2 separate regions of the Sus scrofa genome follow, and region 1 is linked to region 2. A link is a contact called in public promoter capture Hi-C data. All regions are on one chromosome and are shown on one strand. Each heading gives the region's core, a stretch centred on a gene start, on an enhancer-like site or on the middle of the called end of the contact. The rest is flanking DNA. Distances are from core to core; before and after follow the strand shown. Region 1 holds the start of TRAF7 (E3 ubiquitin-protein ligase TRAF7). Region 2 holds the start of AMDHD2 (N-acetylglucosamine-6-phosphate deacetylase).

Region 1 (4,149 bases), core at 195-2,694, 300 kb after region 2:
CCCAGAGCAGTGCCAGTGGGGATTTGTGATGGGGGGGGGCAAGAAAGGAATGAGGAAGAGGGAGGCCACGCACTTGGCCAAGGCCCAAGCCAGGTGAGAGGGCCTACGTGTGCTTGGGGGGGGGGGCGACCGGAGAAGGGTGGGCTGACGGGCTGGGCAGCACAGGGCTCTGAGCAAGGGGCGCAGCGATGCTGAGTGGCACCCTTCCCCTCCTCCCAGGGCAGGGTGCCATCCGGCAGGACCCCAGACTCGGCCCCAGCTGATGGCCCTGGCCTGGCTCAAGACAACCAGGCCAGGTCAACAGACTTGGAGAGAGGGCCCCACCCCCCTCTTCCCAGCCTCCTCACTCTCACCGACTTCCCCACTGAAGCCAGCGGGCCTCCTCCACACACAACCAGAGGCTTCTTACTGGACTTAGACCTGATGGCCGCTCTCCTGTGCTGGATCTCCCAACAGCCTCCCTTGTCAGCACAGGACAATCCCCGTGAGGCCTCCCCGACTTCACCTCTCCCTCCTTGCTGGTGTCTGCCAAGCTTTCTCACTCTAGGCCTTTGCATCTCTTGCTCCCTTTGCTCAGCAAGCCCTTCCAGAAACTCCCCAGGCCAGACAGACTGCTCACTGCACCGCCCCCTCCCCAAGCCATTCAAGAGCCCCCCAGGACTCTCTCAACGCCAGGTTTCTTTCTTTCGCGGCACTTATCACAACCCCTCAGGACTGTCTCTGTGTATGGTCAGTCCCCCCCACTTTCTAGATCCCTGCTTCTCAAAGGGGGAATGCATGGAAATGTTTGGAGACATTTTTGGTTGTCGCATTGAGAAGGACAGGATACTGGTTTCTAGAAGGTGGCGATCAGGGACGCTGCTCAACATTCTACAAGGCACGGAAGGGAATGATGGCCACGAAGTGTCAAGAGTGGTGAGACTGAGAAACCCTGCGCTCAGAGAAACCCTAAGAGCCTAAGAGAACGAGGGTCACACTCTCCGTAGTCTCCCGGCGCCTATAACAGTGCTGGGCACCCGGCGGCGATCAGTAAAGGCAGGAAGAAGGAATGAATAAGGAGAGTATGGAGGAAGGGAGCGAGCGACGGACCAGCTGATGGACAGACAGGGAGATCCCGGCGGGCCTCAGCCCCGCCCCCCAAACGCGACCCCCCCCCCCTTCCCGGGCCCCCAACACGCCCTCTCCCCCGGCCCCACCGCGCGGCCCCAAGGCGCGAGCCCCAGACCCAGTACGCCGCGCAGACACTCACCCGCCCGTGGCCGCTCGAGAACGGCAGCACCACCCTCCCGCTTCATCGTGCCCCTCGGCCGCTGTCCGGGAAAGGGACTGGACGCTCGAGCCGGAAGCGCTCTGGCGCTGCGCCCGCCGGGATTCGTAGTTCCCTGGCTCCCGGGACCCGCGGCGGCAGCCTTACGGGAGGTTCTTAAGAAACTATGACTTCCGGCGGGCTCTGACGTCGCAGAGCCGGATTGGTGACTTCGGAATCACTCTATGTTGCAGATCGGAGTCTGATTGGTTTTGTACATCCGTCGTTCACAGTTGGGTTCAATGGCCTCTGCAAAAGGGTGGAGTTTCGGCTGTCAGGTCCAGGAGACCGCCCCCAAAAGAAATGCCAAGGCGCGATTGGTAGAGACCGGGGAGTAGAGAGCGGAGCGTATCAGCGGTGAGGAGGGCAAATACTTCCGCCCGGCTTGCCCAATCGCAGAGGTGAGGCAGTTTCTATAAAAGCTTGAGCCTCGCACCCTCGCATTCTTTCGGAATCAAGGAAGAGATCGGTGTGCTCATTCTTCCTACCTCTGTGCACCACGGTCCCGGGAGGACCTGGGCCCGAGGTGGGCCGCGGAGGTGGCCTAAACCCGCCGGCCGACCTAGCCCCCAGGTCCAGCCTCCGTCTGAGCTCCTCCGTGGCCCTCAGCATTCTATACGTTCCTGCCCCCACTTCCCAGTTCTGTCCCGAACCTCCAGCGGTACTTCTCCCTACAGGTAAGGCTGGGCTGGGCCTGCTTACTCCTTTCAGCTCTGAGCCTATGATGAATTGCTTTGACTTCTGACACCTCGTATGAAAGCTGCACGTGCAGTCTGATTATTTTTGCAAGACTGAGGCTTCAGGGTGAGCGCCCTTAAAAGACCTGGGGGTGAAAACAGGCCTTGGCAGAATTGGGTTTCGGTCTACATTTGGGCGCTGTCTGTCTTTCAGGAACATCGGTGACCTGGCAGAAGACTGCGAGGCAAATCATCCATGGGGGCCTGGTTAATAAGGTGGGAGTCCATGTCTGTCCAGAGTGCTCAGCAGTGAAGCAGAGGTGGTGAGTTGATGGGAACGCATGTGTTTCACTCTCACACCTGTTGGTGTTAGGAACGGAAACCAGACCCGGGTGAGTCAGAACAGGGCATTAATCATCGTCCAAAACAGGACGCCTGCTCCCAAGGAATAGGAGGATAGAGCTCCCTTGAGATCCTATACTTTGCTTTCGCCACTGAGGCACTCTGAGATCCAGAAACATCTGCCCTTCAGGCATATGCCATCTCACTGGCACATTTCCAGAATGAGGCTAAAACCCGGGACAACCAAAGGTGGAAAGGTGATACACCTCTATATGCCTCAGGACCTCAGGCCCTAATCACATACTGGAAGGAGGGATCCCCTCCTCCCAACTGCAGCCCCCTTGGAAAGGGCCATAACCGGTCACCTCTCCACCCCTACATTGGTCTGTGTTTCTGGACCGGAAAGCTGGATAGACCACTCCCCAGCTAAGGCGAGCTCCAGGAGAGACCAGTGGGATTCCCCACTACACCTGCGAGCCACTTGGAGACTTCCGCTAGCCCTTAAGCCTCGGCTAAGTAGACATGTCCCTCGTGATCGGCAGTAGACCAGGCCTAGTCTCTGGACCCACCCCTGGGAATGGGGACCAGTCTCCTAGCAACACTTAGACCCTCGCAAACCATACCTGCTACCCAACTGAACACTCATAGTTGGTATGTCCAGCCCGTCCCTGGACATTCTGGGCCACTGTTCCAGCCCAACTAGTTGCCAAAATCCGACAAACGCCCCTGGCAGAGGAGTGGCATTTGGGGCAAGGGGAGAACATTTTTTTGCCCTTGGTGTCAACAGTTGGTGGCATTAAAAGCCAAAGCCTCTGCTTTTTCTCCCAAGTGAGTTTTTTCCCAGCTGACTAACTTGCCCCAGGAAACCTTCCCCATTTGCGCTGAGAAAAGTGGGCCTGGGAAGCATGCAGAGGTCTGGGTACGGGGTAACCTTGGCCATCAGGACCAGGAAGCACAGGGCCATGGAGGGTCTGTCAACTTGAACTGAGGCCCTGTGACGCTCCCAAAGCTGACACTATCTGGCTGTCTTCGCTTAAGCTTTCCTCTAATGCCGTCAGCCTGTCCTCGAGCACTCTCTTGTTTGGGACGACGCAAGAATCACAGTGTCCTGGCTCCTCAGCCAGACAAGGTCACCACCCCAACAACCTAACCTTGCGGTGGGAACCCAAATGAAAGGCCCTCTACCCTGAAGATCAGGCCCGAAACGCCTCCTGACACATAAATCCATTCCCGAGTAGCCTCGCAGCTGCAGGCTTCGCTGCCAAGAGGATGAGTCTCACCAAAATCTCAAGGGCTTTATCCGCTTTCTCATCAAGGACCTGTGCCCTGGGGGACGGGACTATCTAAAGGAAAAATGCTGGACTTCCTGTCCTGGCTCAGCGGTTAGTGAATCCGACTAGGAACCATGAGGTTGCGGGTTCAATCCCTGGCCTCACTCAGTGGGTTAGGGATCCAGTGTTGCCATGAGCTGTGATGTAGGTCACAGATGCGGCTCAGATCCCGCGTTGCTGTGGCTGTGGTGGAGGTCGGCGGCTACAGCTCCAGTTGGACCCCTAGCCTGGGAAATAGGCCGCATGTGCAGCCCTTAAAAAGGCAAAATTAGAAATAAATAAAAACAAAGGAAAAATGCTGCTTCTGCTATAATCAGTCAGGGCTGGTCCAGGAGTGCATCAAGGGTACTGGCATCCTGGGGTTTCCCACCCCGTGGCCTGGCTCCAGCAGTTCCAGACCAAGGATACTAGTCACCCCTAGATGGCTGTTGTTCAGTGTCTGAGTGTAGCAAGAGTCGGGGTGCCCCATGCTACCAGGAAGTAGCTAGGTCAC
Region 2 (4,171 bases), core at 1,013-3,512:
CCAGGCCAGGTGCCTGTTTTCAGCAGGAAAACGAGCTTGCTTTTGACATCCGACTCCAGGACAGGAGAGCTGGGGGGTAGTTTCCACAAAGATGTCCATAGCTGACATTTATCAAGTATTTTTTTTTCTTTTTAGGGCCGCGCCCGCGGCTCATAGAGGTTTCCAGGCTAGGAGTCAAACTGGAGCTGCAGCTGCCGCCCTACACCAGAGCCACAACAACGCGGGATCCAAGCTGCGTCTGCGACCCACACCACAGCTCGCAGCAACACCAGATCCTTAACCTACTGAGCGAGGCCAGGGATGGAACCTGGAACTTCACGGTTCCTCGCTGGATTCATTTCCGATGAGCCACGATGGGAACTCTTACCAAGTATTTACTGTGAACGAATCACAGTTATTGAGCACCCACCTCCAAGAGACGGATTCCGTTATCATTCTTACTTAAGGTTTGAAAAAAATGGAGGCTCAGAAACAAGTAACGATTGTCCGGACTCTCTCAACCCCGACTCTCTCAGCCGATAGCGGAAGTTAGGAGGCGGGACCCCACAGCTCCAGCCTCTGAGTCTTGTGTCCACAACCTAGAGGGAACCCCAGAGCAGGCAGTACAACCCCAGATCCTGAAATGGACCCTGTGCTGGAGGAAAGCTACAGAACTGGAACACAAATGGCAGCCTAAAGGAGGGCCCTGTTAATTTCATAAACTCGGTGACTCGACTCTGCTCGAATAAAAGACTAGACGAGCTTTTAGGAAGAGGTTAAGATGCAGGCCACCTACTTTCAAGCAGTTCAGTAAAACAGAACACCACACAGGCAGAGAAAACAAGATCAAATGCTAAAATGCAGAAAAGAGCAAAACTGGAGAACCTTCATGAGAAGTTAAATTTTTTTTGTCTTTTTAAGGCCGCACCCGCAGCACATGGAGGTTCCCAGGCTAGGGGTCTAATCCGAGCTATTGCCGCCGGCCTACGCCATAGCCACAGCCAGGCCAGATCCGAGCTGCATCTGTGACCCTGTGACCTACACCACAGCTCACGACAACACCAGAGCTTTAACCCACTGAACGAGGCCAGGGATCGAACCCCTGCAACCTCATGGTTCCTCGTCGGATTTGTTTCCGCTGCACCACGACAGGAACTCCAAAAAATTAAATTTTTTAAAAGGAAAAGGAACCGCAGACAAGGGAATCCCAAGAGCTACAGGTGAGGGAGAAGAGGAGTGGGGAGCGCTGGCAGGAGTACAGAGGAAGGCCCAGGATAGACCCTGGAGCTCCCTTCTGGAAAACTCGTTCACTGGAGTCACATACCACAAACCGGTCGGGGCGGGGGATAAGCAACTAAGAATGTGGCAATCAGAAGGTTCCCTCGACCTAGTCAAGGCGGTGGTTTCTGGTGCCTGGAGGGGCCGGAGTGCAGGGTGGGGAGGGCAGGCAGCAGCTGCAGGCCGAGCTGGTAGAGGGATACCTGCTTGAGGAAGCCGAGGGGGAAGGGGACCCCGGGGACCCCAGGGACCCCAGGCCCAAGTGAGGCTAGACTCAAGTGACAAAGGGTGTCTGCACAGGGAAGAGACGAGATTTGAAAATTGATGAAGGTGGGTGCTTCTGGGGCCTCCTACACTGGAGGCCGGCAGCCTGAACTCACCTTGTGATAAACCTCCGGTGGCGAGGTGACCAACGTGGGGCAGAAGGAGGTAACTCCGTGCGACAAAATCCTCCGGGCCACCAAGGCGACTCCCGAACCCACGTCCTCCGTGGCCTGAGAGAAGTCAACGCCAAATCCACCTGCGGCCACAGAAAAGAAGAGGTTCGCACGGGGCCCAGAGCTCCTCCTCTGGGTCCCCAGCCAGCGGCCCCAGCCCGTACCGTTGATCTGCACGTCGATGAAGCCAGGCGCTAGGATGCAGCCCCCGCAGTCCCGCTGCTCATCAGCCACGCGCCGCTCCTCAAAGAACAGCTTCTCGGGGTCCAGAACGCGGCCCCCGCGCACCCACAGATCCTCCCTGCGCACAGATGGAGGCGGGGGCTCGCATCGCCGGTCCCGAAGCCCACCGCAGCGGCCCCGGCCCCGCGCCCCGCGCCCACCTGAGCAACGCCCCGCCCCGCAGGATGCGGCAGTTGGTGAACTGGAGCACCGGGGCCCGGGCCGCGCCCTGCCCGCCGCGCATCCTGAGCCCAGCTGAGCGGAAGGCGCCGGATCCCGCGCCGACAGTTCCGGCCCCGCAACGCGGCCGGGCCCACGTGACCCTCAGCTGACGGAGCGCGCCCACGTGACCGGCGCGCCCACGTGACCGGCGCGCCCGGCGGCTCCGCAGTGACGCGGCGGCGCGCTTCGCGGGAGGCCCGACCCCGCCCCAGTCCCGCCGAGCGAGCCACACACACAGGCGTCCAGTCACATCCGAGAACTTTATTGGACACAGTTCAGCGCCAGGGCCCGGTGGGCCCCGAGCAGCCGGGCGGCAGGAGGGTGGTTCCATCCCACGAGTCTCAGGGCAAATGGTAACCTCGCGACGCAACAGTGTACCTGGGATGACTATATAGTTGGGAGACGAGGGCTGCTCCACAGACGAATGAACGGGTCAAAACTTTATAAATAAACATCCAGTGAAGAGAAAGTGACACCTCTAATTCATCCTTATACACAGAGCACTCTAGGGGTGGGCGCGGCCGGAGGCCTGCATCCTCACTGGTCGGGGGCCTGGATGGGTGAGTGGTGGCCCGGACGTCCACGGCACGGGGCTGGCAGGGGCAAGGCTGGGGCAACAGACGATGGGCACTAGGACACTGCGCATTTACAAGACCAACTACAGGGGGGCGGAGGCCCCGTGCGTGTGTGTCAGGCTGTTCGTTCTGGAATGAGGAGGGGTGGTCTTTACATCCTATTCTGTGTCTGGTGGGCCCGGAGGGGCTACTTTGTGGAGAGGATGAGGGCAACGATGAGACCGTAGAGGCCGAGCACTTCCGCGAAGATGAGGATGAGGATCATGCCCACGAAGAGCCGGGGCTGCTGGGCAGTGCCCCGCACGCCTGCATCGCCCACAATGCCGATGGCAAAGCCGGCTGCCAGCCCGCTCAGGCCCACACTCAGGCCAGCGCCCAGCTGAAGGAAACTCCTGGGGGAGAGAAAGGACGTGAGGTGGGTGTCAGGCAGCAGCCAGGGGGGCGGCGGGCCTGGACCACCAGCCACCCACCCACCCACCCACCCGAGGCGCCCTCTCAGCCCCCGGCCGGCACTCACTTGTAGAGACTGATGCCTTCAGTCAGGGAGTTGGCGATGAGGACTGCCACCACCAGGCCATAGATGGCGATGATGCCTGCCATGACCACGGGGATGATGGACTTCATGATCAGCTCTGGCCGCATGACAGACATGGCTGCGATGCCAGTGCCGCTCTTGGCCGTCCCATAGGCGGCACCCAGGGCTGAGGGGGGAAGGTAAGGTCAGCCCAGGGCACCTGGACCAGGACCCTGGAGTACCCTTGGGCATACCTGAGGGCCACACAAAATCCCCCACAAAGGCAAAGATGAAAGTGCCAGCCAGCCAGGAACAGGTGGAGCGGGGTGATGGCTGGGCCCTCAAGGGGCCCCGTGCAGCCTGGGCTCCTTCTCCAGAGGCCAAGGCTGTCAGGCCAGTCCGGGCTCCAGCTCCCCTGGGAAACACAACCCATGCTCAGCAGCACGCCCCACTCCTGCTACCCAGGTCCCATGTTCCCAGGAAGCCCTGGCACAGCTGCCTGCACCCTAAAAGGTGGAGCTTAACAGGTACGGGAGCCCCGTCACAGGGGGAACCAGACAGCTGGGCCCCAGAAGCCTGACAGATTCCAGGCACCTTTTGTCTCATGCACTTTCCCACATTAGGAAAGGCCTGGAAAGCATGAGCTGAGTATCTCCAAGAGCCCAGATGTTGGGCCAGGGTCAGGCCACCAGTCCAGTGGGTGACACTCCCACACCCAGTGGAAGAGCCACTGCCACACAGGCTTGGGGGAGCTGGGCTGGCCGTTCTTGCCCTCTCAGGCCAGAGCCTCGCCACCTCCCCACTCTGCCCACCACCGCCCGCCCTGAGGGCTCATGTGCACAGCCACAGGCTGAGCACTCTGCCAGGAAAGGCGCTCTCGGCACCCTCAACCACACAGTAGGCTGGGACCCTTGAGTTTGGAGAAAGGACGAGCCCAAAAGAAT

What was found. Promoter capture Hi-C pulls out the DNA fragments that hold promoters and counts their contacts.
Region 1: a promoter capture Hi-C map of fetal skeletal muscle shows a contact between it and region 2, with 4 times the contacts expected there. The contact joins the promoter of TRAF7 here to the promoter of AMDHD2 in region 2. A contact is called at or near these places in 4 of 5 promoter capture datasets (fetal liver, fetal skeletal muscle and liver), 2 of 47 Hi-C or Micro-C datasets (heart right ventricle and liver) and 1 of 2 datasets of contacts at active chromatin or transcription factors (alveolar macrophages).

Annotation. Positions count from the first base shown.
Region 1 is chr3:39,827,006-39,831,154 of Sscrofa11.1, forward strand. It overlaps TRAF7 (E3 ubiquitin-protein ligase TRAF7), which reads right to left and starts at 1,445. Exons shown (of 21, transcript XM_003124733.4): 1 at 1,250-1,445.
Region 2 is chr3:39,530,328-39,534,498 of Sscrofa11.1, forward strand. AMDHD2 (N-acetylglucosamine-6-phosphate deacetylase) reads right to left here and starts at 2,263. Exons shown (of 11, transcript XM_013987849.2): 1 at 2,078-2,263; 2 at 1,859-1,995; 3 at 1,638-1,777. The coding sequence starts at 2,160. ATP6V0C (V-type proton ATPase 16 kDa proteolipid subunit) reads right to left here. Exons shown (of 3, transcript XM_003124744.4): 2 at 3,231-3,414; 3 at 2,380-3,105. The coding sequence ends at 2,901.